Regions from separate parts of the Mus musculus genome. Here all the other regions are linked to region 1. A link is a contact called in public Hi-C, HiChIP or PLAC-seq and promoter capture Hi-C data. All regions are on one chromosome and are shown on one strand. Each heading gives the region's core, a stretch centred on a gene start, on an enhancer-like site or on the middle of the called end of the contact. The rest is flanking DNA. Distances are from core to core; before and after follow the strand shown.

The links. Promoter capture Hi-C pulls out the DNA fragments that hold promoters and counts their contacts. Hi-C and Micro-C count contacts between places; a contact is called where the count stands out from the background. HiChIP or PLAC-seq counts read pairs in DNA pulled down with a chosen protein or histone mark.
Region 2: a contact with region 1 is called in a promoter capture Hi-C map of cranial neural crest. The contact joins the enhancer-like site here to the promoter of Gorab in region 1. A contact is called at or near these places in 8 of 39 promoter capture datasets (the 3T3-L1 cell line, 3T3-L1-derived adipocytes, cranial neural crest and 4 more).
Region 3: a contact with region 1 is called in an H3K27ac HiChIP or PLAC-seq map of VIP interneurons, with 9 times the contacts expected there. The contact joins the promoter of Mettl11b here to the promoter of Gorab in region 1. A contact is called at or near these places in 15 of 39 promoter capture datasets (the 3T3-L1 cell line, 3T3-L1-derived adipocytes, the SN4741 cell line and 9 more), 3 of 484 Hi-C or Micro-C datasets (nephron progenitors and uterus), 5 of 115 datasets of contacts at active chromatin or transcription factors (VIP interneurons, craniofacial prominence, embryonic forebrain and 2 more) and 2 of 9 other capture datasets (adipose tissue and embryonic stem cells).
Region 4: a Hi-C map of the C2C12 cell line shows a contact between it and region 1, with 2.5 times the contacts expected there. The contact joins the enhancer-like site here to the promoter of Gorab in region 1. A contact is called at or near these places in 4 of 39 promoter capture datasets (the 3T3-L1 cell line, 3T3-L1-derived adipocytes and maxillary cranial neural crest) and 3 of 484 Hi-C or Micro-C datasets (the C2C12 cell line, embryonic fibroblasts and myocytes).
Region 5: a promoter capture Hi-C map of the 3T3-L1 cell line shows a contact between it and region 1, with 3 times the contacts expected there. The contact joins the enhancer-like site here to the promoter of Gorab in region 1. A contact is called at or near these places in 5 of 39 promoter capture datasets (the 3T3-L1 cell line, cranial neural crest, hippocampal neurons and 2 more), 1 of 15 datasets of contacts at CTCF or cohesin (the NIH/3T3 cell line), 1 of 484 Hi-C or Micro-C datasets (myocytes), 2 of 115 datasets of contacts at active chromatin or transcription factors (craniofacial prominence and stem cell-derived neural progenitor cells) and 1 of 9 other capture datasets (adipose tissue).
Region 6: an H3K27ac HiChIP or PLAC-seq map of extraembryonic endoderm stem cells shows a contact between it and region 1, with 3 times the contacts expected there. The contact joins the enhancer-like site here to the promoter of Gorab in region 1. A contact is called at or near these places in 7 of 39 promoter capture datasets (the 3T3-L1 cell line, 3T3-L1-derived adipocytes, cranial neural crest and 4 more), 2 of 15 datasets of contacts at CTCF or cohesin (both in the NIH/3T3 cell line), 1 of 484 Hi-C or Micro-C datasets (myocytes), 1 of 115 datasets of contacts at active chromatin or transcription factors (extraembryonic endoderm stem cells) and 1 of 9 other capture datasets (adipose tissue).

What each region holds. Positions count from the first base shown.
Region 1 is chr1:163,402,408-163,404,946 of GRCm38.p6, forward strand. Gorab (golgin, RAB6-interacting) reads right to left here and starts at 1,262. Exons shown (of 5, transcript NM_178883.6): 1 at 1,116-1,262. The coding sequence starts at 1,176.
Region 2 is chr1:163,873,196-163,875,734 of GRCm38.p6, forward strand. All of the region lies in intron 17 of Kifap3 (kinesin-associated protein 3), which reads left to right. Among named protein-coding and RNA genes, the nearest start is that of Scyl3, 55 kb to the right of the region's middle. Within about 2 kb of position 1,271, at least 11 of the 459 cell types and tissues checked have an H3K27ac peak or open chromatin away from gene starts, as enhancers often do. A contact at or near this core is called in second pharyngeal arch cranial neural crest, where this site is marked.
Region 3 is chr1:163,723,960-163,726,498 of GRCm38.p6, forward strand. It overlaps Mettl11b (methyltransferase like 11B), which reads right to left and starts at 1,273. Exons shown (of 4, transcript NM_001143956.1): 1 at 943-1,273. The coding sequence starts at 1,096.
Region 4 is chr1:163,090,385-163,092,923 of GRCm38.p6, forward strand. No RefSeq gene overlaps it. Among named protein-coding and RNA genes, the nearest start is that of Mroh9, 6.0 kb to the left of the region's middle. Within about 2 kb of position 1,262, at least 14 of the 459 cell types and tissues checked have an H3K27ac peak or open chromatin away from gene starts, as enhancers often do. A contact at or near this core is called in the C2C12 cell line and embryonic fibroblasts, where this site is marked.
Region 5 is chr1:163,707,570-163,710,108 of GRCm38.p6, forward strand. All of the region lies in intron 2 of Mettl11b (methyltransferase like 11B), which reads right to left. Among named protein-coding and RNA genes, the nearest start is that of Mettl11b, 16 kb to the right of the region's middle. Within about 2 kb of position 1,277, at least 8 of the 459 cell types and tissues checked have an H3K27ac peak or open chromatin away from gene starts, as enhancers often do. A contact at or near this core is called in myocytes, where this site is marked.
Region 6 is chr1:163,687,152-163,689,690 of GRCm38.p6, forward strand. No RefSeq gene overlaps it. Among named protein-coding and RNA genes, the nearest start is that of Mettl11b, 37 kb to the right of the region's middle. Within about 2 kb of position 1,265, at least 2 of the 459 cell types and tissues checked have an H3K27ac peak or open chromatin away from gene starts, as enhancers often do. A contact at or near this core is called in extraembryonic endoderm stem cells, where this site is marked.

The sequences.
Region 1 (2,539 bases), core at 12-2,511:
TAGGTATATGAATGGAGAATGAGTTACAGAAGGAAAGAACCTGAAAACAGCCAGCTGGACAGAATCAGTTGGAACACATCTGACATGATAATTCCATGACAGTACTAAGAAAGATCAGCCAGTCCAGTCTTCCCCACATTGACCCCATGTTAGTAATTTACTTCCTTCTGCACCTGTCAGTCCTAGATAATTCACATATCTAGGCTAAATATTCCAAGTACCCAAGACATATCCAGATATCTCACAAACTATAGACATGGAAGAATTTAATTTTATCCTTAAGGTACTTTTTAAAATGTTGCCAAGAGTGGCACAAAGTTCTCACAGAAGTGATGGGCATTTCCAAGCCTACCACAGACATTTTTGTGAAATTGCAATCACAGGTCAAGAGCATTTTACATCCTTTCCTACCAAGTACTGGAAAACTTAATAAATCAGAAGCAGCGTTATCGCAAGCCCATACAGTGATCTATAATTATTCCAGAAAGCCCCCCGCCCCATCCGGGGCAGCAGATTTCCACTGTCCCTGAAGGCAGAAGAGACAGACATGTAAGTGCACTGTGCATGTACACACAAATACACACACGCACTTCAAATCTAACCTCTCGAAAAGTCCTTTTAGTTTGCTGACTCCCAAGAACTGGAAAGAAATGCAAACTCATCTGGTAGCCAGAAGTAAAGGCAATGCGGATGGATCATAAATACCACTTCTTCTGCGTTGATTCACTCTCATGACACCTTTCCCAAATATCTGGTTTTATAAGTTCACAATTATGATGCTGTATATGCAGTATTAGTCTTCATTCACCCTGAACCCAAGTTTACAACCATTGGTTTGGGTTAAAAGCCTCCCTTAGGGGCCATTCAGGTGGTGGCTTCGCTTTCTCTTCCTAACCTCATTCCTTTTTACAGGAAAACATCAAATCATCAGAAAACAGATGCTAAAAGAGAAACCCCTGGGCCGTCCCTCTGGCCTCTGCAGCAAAGACACCTAGGGAATCCCACCACCCCTGTCCCCCAACTTGGAGTTCCAGCCCCCACGCCCCCTCGCCCACTAAGACGGCCTCCTGTCCTTCAGACTCGAGACTCCACACCCGCGCGCAAGTACACCTTACCTTTATTCTGCTTTAGTCTCCTCAGCTCTTCCTCAGAGAAGCCCGCCCAATCCTGAGCCATCCGCCTAGCCCTGGGCACCCAAAGAGTGCCCAAATCTCCGCGCGCAGACTGCCAACACAGCTCCACAGGCACATCCGGGTTCCTTCAGTGGCGCGGCGAACAGCCAATCAGCGTGCCGAACTGTGGCGCTAGGCCTCCCTCTGCATTCAGGGACCCGGTACCTGTGGGGCTGCCCCGAGCGATGCCTGAAAGCCTGACTCGGTGGACTACAAAAGCACGGCCTTCGCTTCCACTCACAGGCCTCTGCTACACGTTCCAGTTCTTCTTGCTTTATATCTTTGGGGGGAAGTGGGGGTTATGGGAATATGAGGAAGGGTTGAGGAAAACAGGTAGAGCGGCAGTGACAGAGGAGGCCTACAGGTCGGAACTGCCTGACTAGCTGGGCGGAGCCTGTATTGCCTGGGAGGTGGGCGGTACCGGAGCATCCTTGGCTTGTAGGTTCTAAGTCATGGAGAAACAGGGTGTAGGGTTGAGATTTAAGCATTGGCCAGTTCACTTCTAGACAATAACATCTAGCAGATTTCGATTTCTTGTTTCTATGATGAATGAGTCTAAGAACCTAATCCTTATGCCAAGATATTTTGCTGGTCTCCTCCTGCCTATAGAAGTCCCTCAACACACCACACTCAAGTCCTAAATGGTGATTTTTTTTTCTTTTGTCTAAAGCTATCTTCTTGAGCTTCCATTTCTCCGTTTTAAGCAGAGTTTAGAAAATTAGAAGATGCAAAGCTTGTCCATGTATGTGTAGGTCAGCGTTTTTTAAACCATTTCTTTTTTTCATTATTTTTACTAAAAACAACTGAAAACATTACATTGGCTACATTGAAAATTTTTTTAAAGAATATTAATTTTCGACTCGAGAGTCAATATTTTTAATCAAGTTGAAGTAAAGGAGTATACTGGAAAATAAAATATGACACCAGCAATTGAAATGAGCAGTTCAGTTATATAAGTATCAGAAAAAAGTTTGACATCTTTCTTGTAATCTTTGAACTTTGAAATGTAACAGGTTTTCCAAAATTCAAGGATGCCACACATGCTTATCTTAAAGATGAGTTTATTTTCAATATATTTGAAAGGCAAAATACCATCCAAAAGGATTAGTTTCGTTCAAGTTTTGAACATAGACTAAATGTGTAAACAGATATACATTAACTCCAGAATAGAATGTATTAGTCACAATCTGGTAGTGGATTCAGCTTGCCCTCTGCACACAATAACCATTTACTAGTGACTCAACAACAATTTTAAACCTACTTGTGTGCTTTCTGTTACATTTTATTTATACATTTTCTATAAGACAAGATTTATCACTAATCTTAATAGAGTCAGTAATTATGGTATTTTAAAAGGTTTTGCCTTG
Region 2 (2,539 bases), core at 21-2,520, 470 kb after region 1:
TGTGCTCCCACCTTGCTGTGGTTATTGTCCTGTGTGTGCTCCCACCTTGCTGTGGGAGTGCTGGAAGCACAGAGGCATGCAGTGGCACCCAGCTTTCTTTCGGCTCTGCAAATCTGTAGTTGGCTTCTCACACTGAAGGAGTGAGCCCTTACCCACCACGGCAGCTCTCCAGCCCAGCGCTCACTTTTACTGTGGGTGTAGACACAGCACAGAGATTTTCCAAGTGAATTGTTGGTAGAATCTGTAAAATCATCTTGCCAAACAGCTACAGCTGGCTCCTCATTATGAGCATACTAAGATTTAATTCATCAGTTTAAGTACATTTTAGAATTTTGTCTTAATTCTATAAAATGAAATTTATACTTAATGCCAAGTTTGTTTGGCCTTCTTCTGTAGTTCATTTTTGGATCACATGGAATTTAGACTATTTTTTCCAGCTTGTTAAAAATTAAAAAAAATACATATGCATGAATGTTTTTGTGTATCTCCTTTACTGATTCTTACATGTCTTGCTTTATTTTGATTCAATTGACCATAGTTGGACTTGAAACCCAAACAAAGTATAAACATGATAATTCATGATTGCTTAATTAAATAAATTTTATGTAATTATATATTTTACTATAAGGTCTATAGTGGCATATTTTAAAAACTATTTATACAGGTTAGTCTCATCATTACTTTTTAAAAAGTTTGTCTGAGGAGATAGTCATACCGAAAAGTCTGCTTTAACATTTTCCTCAGTTGAGACTATGTAAAGGCCCACACTAGGAACGGTCATGTTAAGAAAGAGGTAGTGTATACATAAAAGCCAACAACTTTATTAAATGTATGTTTATTTGAAATATATATATATATGTGTATTTTCAAGAAAATATTTTTAAGCTATAAAAAGCCTCCCCTTTTTGGAGCTTCTTAGCCTTAAAAAACTGGGCTATTTTAGACTTATTTTAATTTAGTATAAAAATTTTTTATTAAATAAACTATATTACAGTCTCAATTAGGGGTCTGCCAGATTAAAGAAGGGGAGAAGTCTGTTTTCTATCAATTGCTCCAGGACACAAAGCAGATCTGTGTAGCTCTGTGTTATCCTAGAGTGTGTTAATCAGATACAAGGTGTGACGGAAGCCAGTGACAAGAGCTCCCGTGATAGTGCCCAGACCCTGATGATAGGCTGGGTGAGCCTTCAGGATACTTCAGTGGTTAAACAGTAAACAAAGGGATGTAGAACTTCAAAAGGGATGGCACATTCCATGCAAAATCAAACCATAAGTCTCTGGTGACACATGAGAGTTTATGGAACCCGAGTGCCTAAGATCGTAATGTCAGAAGCTGAGACGAGGGAAAAATAAAAGACAAGCATGTTTTCCTTTAAATACAGCATAGAATGAAAACTTAAAGACAGAGCCCAGCAATACATGCCTCATGAAAAGTGTTCAGCAGTGAGAAGTGTCTCCCTGTAGGAATGCTACAAAGGCTTGGTGGAGTTGGCTATGTCCTAGCTGGGATCGAAGTGCTGAAATTCTCACAGCTGTTTGCTGCTATAGGATGGAAACTGGGCATGTGAGAGCATTAGGAATCCCAGAGGGATGCCATAGGAAATTGATATTAATATGTTGAGTTTATTAATATTTGACTCTACTCATTTGGGGATGCTAGGCTGTGTACCTCCAGAACTTCATCACCTTAATTCATGATGTTCTAACAGAGAAACATAACTGAAATCTCAAGGGTCACCTTTCATGCCAACACTGCTGAGCATGACTGTGGTTTTGGTAGCAGGACTCTATAAATATTGCTGAAGCTTTTGTAAAATATAATTTCTGTTTCCTAGGTGATAACAGTTTCCTGTTGAGCGGCCTCCCTCCTCACACATTCTCACTTTCCCCAGTGTTTTCAGCAGTGGTCCTGTGTCAGTCACTACACAGTTGTAGAATCAGACTTGTAGGGTGCAATGCTGATGCTCAAAGCTCATATTAGTTACTCTGAATACAATCTGGAGATCAGAGGATGCTTATTTTAATTTTATTTCTTTTGTACATGGATGTGTGTAGCATGCACTCGTGGCAGTGCACTTGCAAAGGTCAGAGGACAACAGACAGTGTGCAGAACCCTTCTACTGTATATATTGCAGAGATCCAACTCAGGTCTTCCAACTTAGCTGCAAGCACCTTTCACCCACTGAGCCATCTTGCCAGCCCAAAGATTATTTAAATAAAAATAGCAGTTCAGTCTGCTGTTCAGGATGTGGAGAAAGAGGAACACTCCTCCATTGTTGGTGGGATTGCAAGCTTGTACAACCACTCTGGAAATCAGTCTGGCGGTTCCTCAGAAAATTGGACATAGTACTACCGGAGGATCCCGCAATACCTCTCCTGGGCATATATCCAGAAGATGTCCCAACCGGTAAGAAGGACACATGCTCCACTATGTTCATAGCAGCCTTGTTTATAATAGCCAGAAGCTGGAAAGAACCCAGATGCCCCTCAACAGAGGAATGGATACAGAAAATGTGGTACATTTACACAATGGAATACTA
Region 3 (2,539 bases), core at 23-2,522, 320 kb after region 1:
GTAATTTTATAAACTAAGACTTTGATGCCTGCTAACATCCAGACTCTTGAATGTAACGCTAAGCACTAGGTAGTTCTTTCCACAGCAGGAAACTGGGACCAAAGCAAGTACACAATGGGGCTTTCAGCCAACCTTAAGCAAACAGACCAAGGCTGAGAACAGCATTCTTGTTTTCACTGGGAGAAAATATAAATCAAAGAGGCAGGAAGGGGGCACTTCACAGCTTAATCATAAGTTGTTTCCTCTTGAGTGCTGGTTAGAGGGTCCTGAAGTTTGAACCTTCACACAGGTTGAAAAAGCATTCTACAAGCACTGATAAGCTCTCTTGTCCCATTTCCCTGAAACTGGGGGAAAAACCGAAAATGAAGGCAGACTACTATCCCTTGATATCAAAAATACAAACTACAATCAGCTTTCTTTAGTTCTCTGATGATACTTGTGACAGAGCAGAACAGACTGCGCACACACACACACACACACACACACACACACCTTCGCCACCACACTTACACATTCATGCATGCCCCAAGCATATTTTGATCCCTCATCACATAATCTCTGTTTTCAATTTTTGCTTAACACGACATTAATAGTCTCAACTCTGAGTTACCTAACTTCACAACTTGAGCAAAACACAACATTGACAACTCAAGAATTGAGTTTCTCTAAACCTTGTAGTCCCTCAGCTTCCCCCTAGAGCAGCAAGTCACTATGCCTAAGGGGCCATGAAAACCCTGAAATAGAGTTCAGCCTTGCCAGGTGGCACTCCATCTTCACCTCTCCATAAAAGAATGTCACTGAAGCATTTCACCCACTGACACTGGTCTGGGTCCTCCTTAGCTGAAAAGCCCCCTGCCCTATGTCTCTCCAAGTCTTCCCATAACTTCACACAACTCATCAAGTTCCTTCTTGTCCCTCCTCTACCAGCTCTGACTCACTTACCCAGGGGAATTTTTTCCAGCAGGTAGAGGTAGCTCTGAAAGAAGTCATTGCGAATGGCTTTGTGAAGGATAAAGGACATGCTATGACGACAGAGTTCGTCGTCGGTCTTCTGCCAACGGGATCTAAAGGCAAAATGGGCTCCCAGGTGGGCCATGGTGAAGGGGGATAGTAATTATTCCTGCAGAGAAAGGACGCTTGTCTGGCTGCTCCTTTGAATTAGTCTTCGCTTCCTCAAAGAACTTGAGCCTGTCATTTTAAACCAGTCCCAGGTCCCATCTATATCAGGACAGGCTGTCATGGGTTGTAGGGGGAGGGGTAGCAGACATGGGGAGGTCAGGCTCTTGGCACATCCACCCCACCGTCTGATTGCTTGCGCGACACCACTCCAAGCCAGCAGGTGCTAAAAGTAAAGATGGAAACAGACTGCATGAGATCCTGCTTCATCCGGGGAAAAGCACGCTTCCCTCCCTCCTGGGCTGCTTCAAACAGGCTCAAGTGCTGCCTGCTAACACCCTGAATACTTGCTTTAATTTGATTCTGAAATTGGAACAGCCTAATTTCCATTTCAAAGAGTTGTGAATATTTTGCAGGAGGTCCTGTTCCCTGATTTCCATGGCTCCTGGAACACTGAATCCTCAAATTACAAGGGCCCTTCAAAGCCGTCCTAGCCACTCACATTCCTTTCATCGGGACACTTTTTTTTTCCTCAAATCATTTTATGGAGGTGGATATGTGTTTCCAGTGTTTAAGGATCTTCCAGAGGAGCAATTATATGAAAGCCTGTTTTTGAAATTATATACTCTCCTCTATCAGCAAGCTCCTCCACTTAAGTTGTTCTGAGCAACGCCTATTCATTCAAGTCTGTTTATTCCTGTCTACTATGAATATGATTTTCCTTTTAAGTTCCCTTGTGTTATATGCTATCCTCCGTCTCTCCAACTCATTTCTCTGCTTTTTCCATGATGCTCCATGTTCTAGAGGCCAAACTGTTTTGACTATATCAGAGACCCCATTATCTCTGATTCAGCCAATAGATTGTGCTGTAGGAGACAGCAATAATAAAGTCTAGGTGCTCATAGATTCCCCTGGCACCAACACTCCCTGGAGACACCACAAGACCATTGTATGCTTTAACAAAAACATGTCTTCTCATGTATAATGCACACATGCACACACACACACACTATCTATCTATCTATCTATCTATCTATCTTCTTTATTGTTCATTGTTTATAGTGCATAACACTATTGTCCTTATACATGTGCTCCCACTGACCCTCTATACAATAGAAACATTACAGTAGACAGCTTCTGAGATGACTTCTGACTTAGTTCGTGGTGCCATAACATTACATAGAGTAGGTGGCTTAAACAATAAACATTTATTTCTCATAGTTCTAGAGACAGGGAAATACAAGATCAAGGTGCCAGCACATGCTGTACCTACTGAAAATTCTGTTCTTGGCTGTTTTCTTCCTGTCACATGCTCACACGTAAGGGAACAGAGCTTGCAGTCAAGCCTTTATTCACATCTTAACAGGGCACTATCCTCACTTGAAAAGATCCCACTTTCCCTGCTGATTTCTGTCTCAGTCTG
Region 4 (2,539 bases), core at 12-2,511, 310 kb before region 1:
CAAATCTTCCAATCCTGCCCATGTAGGGAGGGTTGCACACCATGGTCCTGCTCTATCTTTAGCCTCTCTGGGCCTCCTTGGCTTCTAATCATCCCCCTCAAAGGCTCTAGCTTCCTTGTTATTTTCCAACACGAGGTTTACACAAAACCTTGGGGACTGACCAATGTCACCACTGCCACCAGAAATGACAAAGAAAGAAAGTGACAAAGGAAAGTAGCATCTATGGATCCTATTGGTACCCCAGGGACTAGAGTGTAGAGGGATTAAATATCTGTTCTGAATAAGTGCAGAATGTCCCTGTAACTATGAGAGTGGGCATGATGCCAGGGAGCCATAGTTCCAAACAAGGACAGAACTGGAATAATTAGCCACTGGGAGGTGGGGATAACATTGTTTTTGATTGGAAAACATTACTGGGAAAATGTTCTACAAGAGACTAACCAATCTCTTTCTGCAGCAGAACTCAGCAGGCAAAAGAAATGGACTCACATTATATATCTAAGTACAAATAGCTATTAAGCCAAAAGATGAATCGTAGTGTATAATAATATATAGCATATAATGAAAATATGTCCTAAATAATATGGGTGCAAAATCATACATTTCGTATGGAATAAATTATTTTGTCAAAAATGAAGTAGAAAATAAACAATATAAATATCAGGGATGCTAGTGTGGCTGGATTGAGAGACAAGAACAAAAACAAAATGGGATCAACTTTGAACATAATATTTTCATCCTTTTAGTGAAGAAAATCTTGACACATGTATGTTTGCTATATTCTTTTCTGCATGTAAAATTTAAGAAGAAAGTTTTATTGGATGGAAGCCCTCTCTTCTCTGGGAATTCTTTTGACTTTGTCCAACTTTTTTTATGATCTATCAGTGGAAAGGAATAAGACACATGACTGCTGAACCACATTGGGTCTGCTGAGTGATGGTTTTGAAACGGCTTTGCAATACGGAATGCCACATTCCGGGTTTCATTCTGATATATATTTATATATAGATAGATATATCATAAATTAAAACAGAAGAGAAAAATGTGAATTGTTGGCGTCTTCCTCCGAAAACTCCGCAATGTGTGTCTCTGTGCTCCAGCCAGCTGAAGGAACTTCCCGCTCCCTCCTACCCCAGCCCATCCTGCCCAGGCTTGCGTTGTAACCCTTTAGAGTTTGTGAGAGGAGCAGGGAGCTGCAGTGTAATTCAAGGGCTGAAAGAATTTAGAGATTATCTTCTAGAGATTTCTCTTATGACATGGCACCACTAGGTGTCACTCGAGATAAAACTTGGGGGCCGTCCTAGTAAATGGCAAGAAGGGACATGGGAAAGGGAATCATGTTAATGGGCAAATTAATGACACACAGGATAGTGGCTTCCTTCCAGGCCAGAACCCACAGGCGATAGCTTCACACCTTCTGTGCCTATTTGTGTGGTGGTCGGAAGCGGATTGTAACATACAAATAATGAGAGATGCTCACAAAACTCAAGGACTAGACTGCAGGGAAAACTCTATTGTCATAATGGAGGCAACAATTCCAAGCCTCAAGTCTGACAGAACTTCTCCCAGGAACTCTGTGTGTAGTGTCAACTAGTGCCCCTTGGTGGCAGTGACTCATAAAGTTGGCATCTCCATAGACAGGGAGAACTAAGATGTGATATGGTGATCAGATCCACTTTTACTGCTTGTCTGAAAACTAAGTAGTATTCATTCATTCATTCATTCATTCACTCACTCATTCATTCAATGTGGAATTAGTAGGGTGAGTTAAGGGAGAGAATTAACAATGACTTGGACTTTCTATACTGTGCATCATGTTGTTTTGTTTCAAACATTTCTTTTGATTTTTAACATAATTTTCACCGTGAAGCATGAGTTGTGTTTTGACTTTGTTTGTTTGTTTTTCATACATTACATCCCCACCAAAGACTCCCCAGTGAAGTTCTGGAAGAGGAAGAGAAAGACAACAAGGGGAGGCCTTTCCCAGCGGAGGTCGCTCTTCTAGAAAAGCTTGGCTGTGTGTCTGAAAATGCAGTCTGAACATTTTCAATAGCTTACTGTTATCTAACATTTTCAGACATTTGTATGCATATATAACACCAAATATTTTCATCTGTTTCCTTAATACACTTATGTACATGTAGACTGGTCACCAACAAACTGGCTGAAGTTCTTTCCCTCTCAGCTGCAAACATGGGTAGGGAAGGAGAGGGAGACCCTTCATAGTATCTTTTGTAGTTGGCATATCTCTCAGCATTTGGCAGCAGTGAGTGGTGGAAGCAGGAAGCATACTGCAGCCACCCCCAGGCATGTATCAGCTTTACAAGTGCTAATAACTCCTTTGTGGACCCAGGAAACAGAATTTCTGAGCTGTTGACTGAGCCTGGATTGCAGCTTCCAGTTGGGCTGACTAGGATTCTTTATTCCTTGACAGCAGCCAGTGTTACAGCTCTCTCTCAACCTGTGTGTACATCTGAGAGCTCCCCAGAGCTCCGGAGGCCAGAGTCTGCAGGTTCTCCTCCCTGGTTCTTCACAGCCT
Region 5 (2,539 bases), core at 27-2,526, 310 kb after region 1:
ATCTAATAATATCATAATCTAATAATCATATCCAAATATACAGGATATTTGATATGTTACCTCTCAAGGGGTCACGACTCACAGGTTGAGAATCAGTGTCCTAAATGATTTTTTTTTTCTCCGCCCTCTTCAATTCTGTCTCCTCAATTCAGGCACTTCATGTTTGGTTACAGCTATCCTTGAAACTTTTACTAAACAGACACAAATGCTCCTTTCACCCAGGTGCAGCCTCTCTGACCACCGCCTTGTAGCTCTATTCTGTTTTGTCCTGGGTGGTTGGCACTGCCTCCCCTGACCTGGCAGTGTTATTCTTTTTCTCTCTGTCACTCACAGGCAGCACCTCTGAGAAGGGATATTTAGAGACTGATCTCTGAATCTGCTCTCACCTCTGGGGCTCGATGACTGCAGAAACTGTGAGTGGATTGAAATCGGATGCCCTGAACAAATGTGAGTACAGTCTCACACCGTGTGTGATTTCAAAACAAGGTGACTCTTATTTCCACTTTCATTCATTATTAAGTTCATATCTATGGATTCGTATAAGATAATTTAAAAAGCATTTTTCCTTCTGCTGATTTTGTTTTTAACATGCCTAATTGTTTTATTTTGCACAGCATTATCTTAAGACCAGTCAGTGAATCTGAAAACTAAAATGCATGTGATTCACATTGCTGTATAAAAGTCATGCCCTACAAACCAAATCTCATCATTCTTCTCATCAAATCTCTAGCAACTATCCAAGAAAACAAACACGCCAAATGCCCAATCCTTCTCATGTAGTACCACTTTATCCTATTCGTTATCAGGGATGCTGCCTTCATCCTGGTGCCATTTTTGGGTTGTCTAAAGCAAATCCATTTGCAACCAGATGAAACAGCTTTTCCCACCGTCCCTTGTCACTTAGTGTTGAAAGGAAAGCAAAGCTTTAGATTAAACAGTCTGCCTTTTCCCAGTTGACACACAAATAAATCATGTCAGATACTCATATCCCCTAACTCCCTGTTTCTTGACCTAGATACTAATTTAGCAGATCATTAAGGTCAAAGTACTAAAATAGCATTCCTTTAAGCAGACTATTTTGTCTTAGTTCAAGGTCACAGCTTTACAATGAGCCTTGTCTACTAAGAAGGGCTCTTGGATTTGTTTGAAAGGAGCAGCCTGCCTCTTTTCCAACAAAAATATGCAAGCATGCAATGTTTCCTTTCCCAGGTCCAGAGGCATGCTTCTGGGCTCTGTCTGACTAGAATACCCGTGGTCAGCTTGGCATTCCTCGTGGAGTGACAAGACAGCTGGATTACAAGCTAGGCTTCTGAAGTATCTTGGGATCAAAGTTGGCCTCACCATGAGGCAAGCAGGAGGGACTGCTTAAGGGCAGAAGAGAGGAGGGTTGGGGTCTATAGTCTGTGATCAAAAATCAGGGATTTTTTTCTTCTTCATGAAACAAATGGGGTGAAAATAACGTGATTGAGAGCAAGGAATTTGGTGTAAGACCAACCTGGCTGGACTGATACTAACTGTGTGCAATCTTAAGGATTTCTTCCATCCCTTTAAGCTTCAGTTTCCACAACTAGAGAAGAGGAGCTGATACCAGTCCTTACCTTTGCATTATAAAGAGTAAACAGATGGTGTTCCTGAAAGGCTTGGCAAACTCACCCTCTTAGAATAAGGCTGTCATGAAATCAGTCATTGGCTCTAGTTTAGAACTATTGCAGATTCTTCTGACATGTAAATATCCATGATGCCATAAATTCTCCACTTTTCAGATTTCTGTGGCTGTAACTTACATCACATAGACGATGGGTCTGGTAGACATCTCATCCTGACCATAGATCTCTACTCCCAGATTCACAACTCAGATACAAGGTGCAGCAGGGAAGCTTAGAAGGAATAGAACCTCACTTCAACACCACGGATAGTCTTCAGGCTATCCTTCTGAGAAAGTTGACAGCATGACTCTAAAGCTAAATATTGCTAGTACTTCCTTCACCAAAATAAAACATTACCCACATTTTAGTCAAAGGACAAGGACGTTGTGTTGAATTACAACAAATTTTGCTTGCAATTAGGAGTTTCTTCTTCAGTAAGACCACCAGCAGCTCTATTGTGTGGATTAAGACAACTTGAAAGCAAATTACGTTGTATGATGTGTGATGAATTCACAATAAGACATCATGGTATTATTAGTAATAGACACATTATATTTATTCTATGCTCATCTTGTTCACTAACTGAAGTGCCTAACAACTCTAGTCTTCTTTGATTTTCATATTACTCCATCAGACAGATTCTGTTGTTACTTTCTAGCCATGGATGAAAAAACTAAAGCTAAATACATGTACGTAACATGCCCAGGGGTGTTTATACATTAGGTAGGAGAATCATGATACTCTATAAAGCTTAGGACTTTGGTTCTTACATTCTACCGTCTTGTCTTTATACGACCTGGAAATTTCTTCTATAAAAAGGAAGAGGTCCAGTCAAATCCTGAATAATAAAATAATCACGAGATAGCCGGCCACCTTCCTGGTGAGAGCACGGG
Region 6 (2,539 bases), core at 15-2,514, 280 kb after region 1:
GTTTGGGGATCCAACTGGACTTCTCATGTTTTTGTGGCCAGTGCTTTGTTGACTAATCTATCTATTTGGTCTTCTTTTCATATCTGAACTTGTGTTTTGGTTTTCTTTTTTTTAGGAAGTCAGTAGAAACCCTTCAAGACACATAAAATAACATTTAGTGGAATAGTCCAGAAGAACTGTTTCTATAGAATCCAGAAAATCCCAGTTTCTCCATTCCTGGTGCCCATCTTTAACATCAACAAAATGCAATAAGCAAATTCCAAGCCAGAATTGTCACACTGGTCTGAAATTGTTGGGCCATTTTGGGAAAAAGGAAGACCCATACAATAAAATTCTCTATGTTAATTGAAAGAAAGCACATTGCCCACCTAAGCATCAACTTTTATTCATAAAACAGCCCCATCTCACTGGTAAAATAGCACGGTCCACTGCAACAGAGCAGACCATTTGTAAGAGTCCCCCGTAACCTGGAGTAGCTTTACATGGGGCCCATCTTAAGCAGACACCATATATGCTGGTACTCAGTCTTTCCCAGAGTTATAGAAGCAGGGAAGGCTAATGTGGATTGGTAATAAATATGAAGATACAGTTGACCTTAAGAACTAAAAATGTTTGGTGTGTTCACCTGAAAAGACTGCTCAGACATGGATTTAAGCCAATAGAAAATCTCTATTAGCCAGATGACTACACTGGGGTTCAGGATCCCAGTGTATCCCCAAGTCTTTATCAGGGTGAGGTTTAAAGCACAAAAATCTTGTCCTGAGTTGATGTGCTTCAGTTAACAAGAATAGCTAGACTGAATTACAGGAGCCTAAAGGCAGTGATATTCCATGTAGAGACTTTCTCAGCACTATGGACTTTGACTTATTAGGTCTTTGTTTTCATTTGGGGGATGTACTACTATCTACATAGTGAGTTTTACAGCCTGAATGGCACTTCCATCATGGAGTCAGTTTTGCTAAGGTCCATGTTCCTACCAAGGTCTGGGCCCTCCTACAAGAGTATAAAAAATATCTACTATGAATCCCAACATCTTGGAAATAAGGGGAAAGCAAATGAAGAAGAAACTCACAGCCTAACCACTACAAACTTAACAAGTTTTGTATTTACACTTTCTTTGAGCTTGTTTGTTTGTTTGTTTTATACCTTGACGGTTGCATTTCCCTTACTCACTCACTCCATTAATATTTACTCAGTGCTCTGTTGAATAGCAAGGGAATGAGAAGAACAGGACACAGGCAATATCTACAAGAATGCACATTGTTGTAGAGCAGAGATAAGAGCACAATTAGCCATGGCAGTTGCAGATGCAATGTCAGGCACTCGCAGTGATCTGAGAGAAAAACAGAAGAGAGAAAGAAAGGGAACAAGTCCAGGAAGTTCTCTTTACCAAATAGCTGTAAATCTGATCCAAAGAAAATGAAGAGGCAAATTATGTGTGAATCAGGGAGGAAAGAACATGAAGTGCAAAACCTAGATGCCAGAATGTGTCTGGCCACTCATGAAAAGTCAAAGCTTATAAGGACCAGAGAACACAGGGAGAGTGGAACTTCACTGAAGCTCCACAAAGTTAGAGACGTTCTTACACATGGTACAGCTGTGTCAAGATCTCTCATATTGTATCTCACAGATACATTCCAATGTTGCTCAATAAAAATTAGGATGTGATAGAGAGCTGTGAAAGGGGATGGAACTTAGACTGCATTTATGCAACTATAGTTGAAGGTGAGGTAGAGAGATATCAGTTGACTTGCCTTGGGAGTCCTCGAGCAAATGATCACAAAAGTTGGGTAGCGAAGGAAGAACCTAGCCCACTGCTGTTGACTGAGGAAATCATGTTGAGACTGAAGATAACACCAGAGCACTATGGTGCCCCTCCCAGAGAGTGGCCATTTCCATACACCCCTTGTTCTGGAGCCCACAGTGGGGTTCTGTTGCCACAGGAGAGAAAGCCACATCATTGGCGGTACTTAAGTGAGACTGACATAGGTTTGGGTCCTAGAAAGCTTCTTATAAAGGACAGAAAATGGCAATAGATTTTGTATAATGCAGCCTACCTGAGATTCTGGATACTTCCTGTACCCCACCCATTGGCTTGCAATTACCTTATTTGACAGTCCCTTTGACATTGCAAAGCTTATGTTATCTTTCTTTCTTTTGTTTAAATATTCAATTAACAAATTGTACATATTCAAGCCATAGGTCATGGATGTTCAAGGTATACATAATGACTTTATATACATATATACCTGATAATGATCCTCACATTCAAATGAACAAATCCATTCATCTCCGATCTCAAGAATTCTTTGACCATGAGTCTTTGTTGAAGACTGCTGCAGCTGATGGAAGTAAAGCCCAGATATGTCACTGATGCAAAATGAGAAGCAGAGAGGCACAGTTCTAGTGATAGTCCTGTTCCTGGATCTCTGTATGAGGTCATCCCTTTTCCTGGTACCTATTCATTACAGGATGTGTGAGTGATGCTGTCCAGAACTATTTGCATATCCTATAGGTTGCATTCCAAGTTTGGGATTTA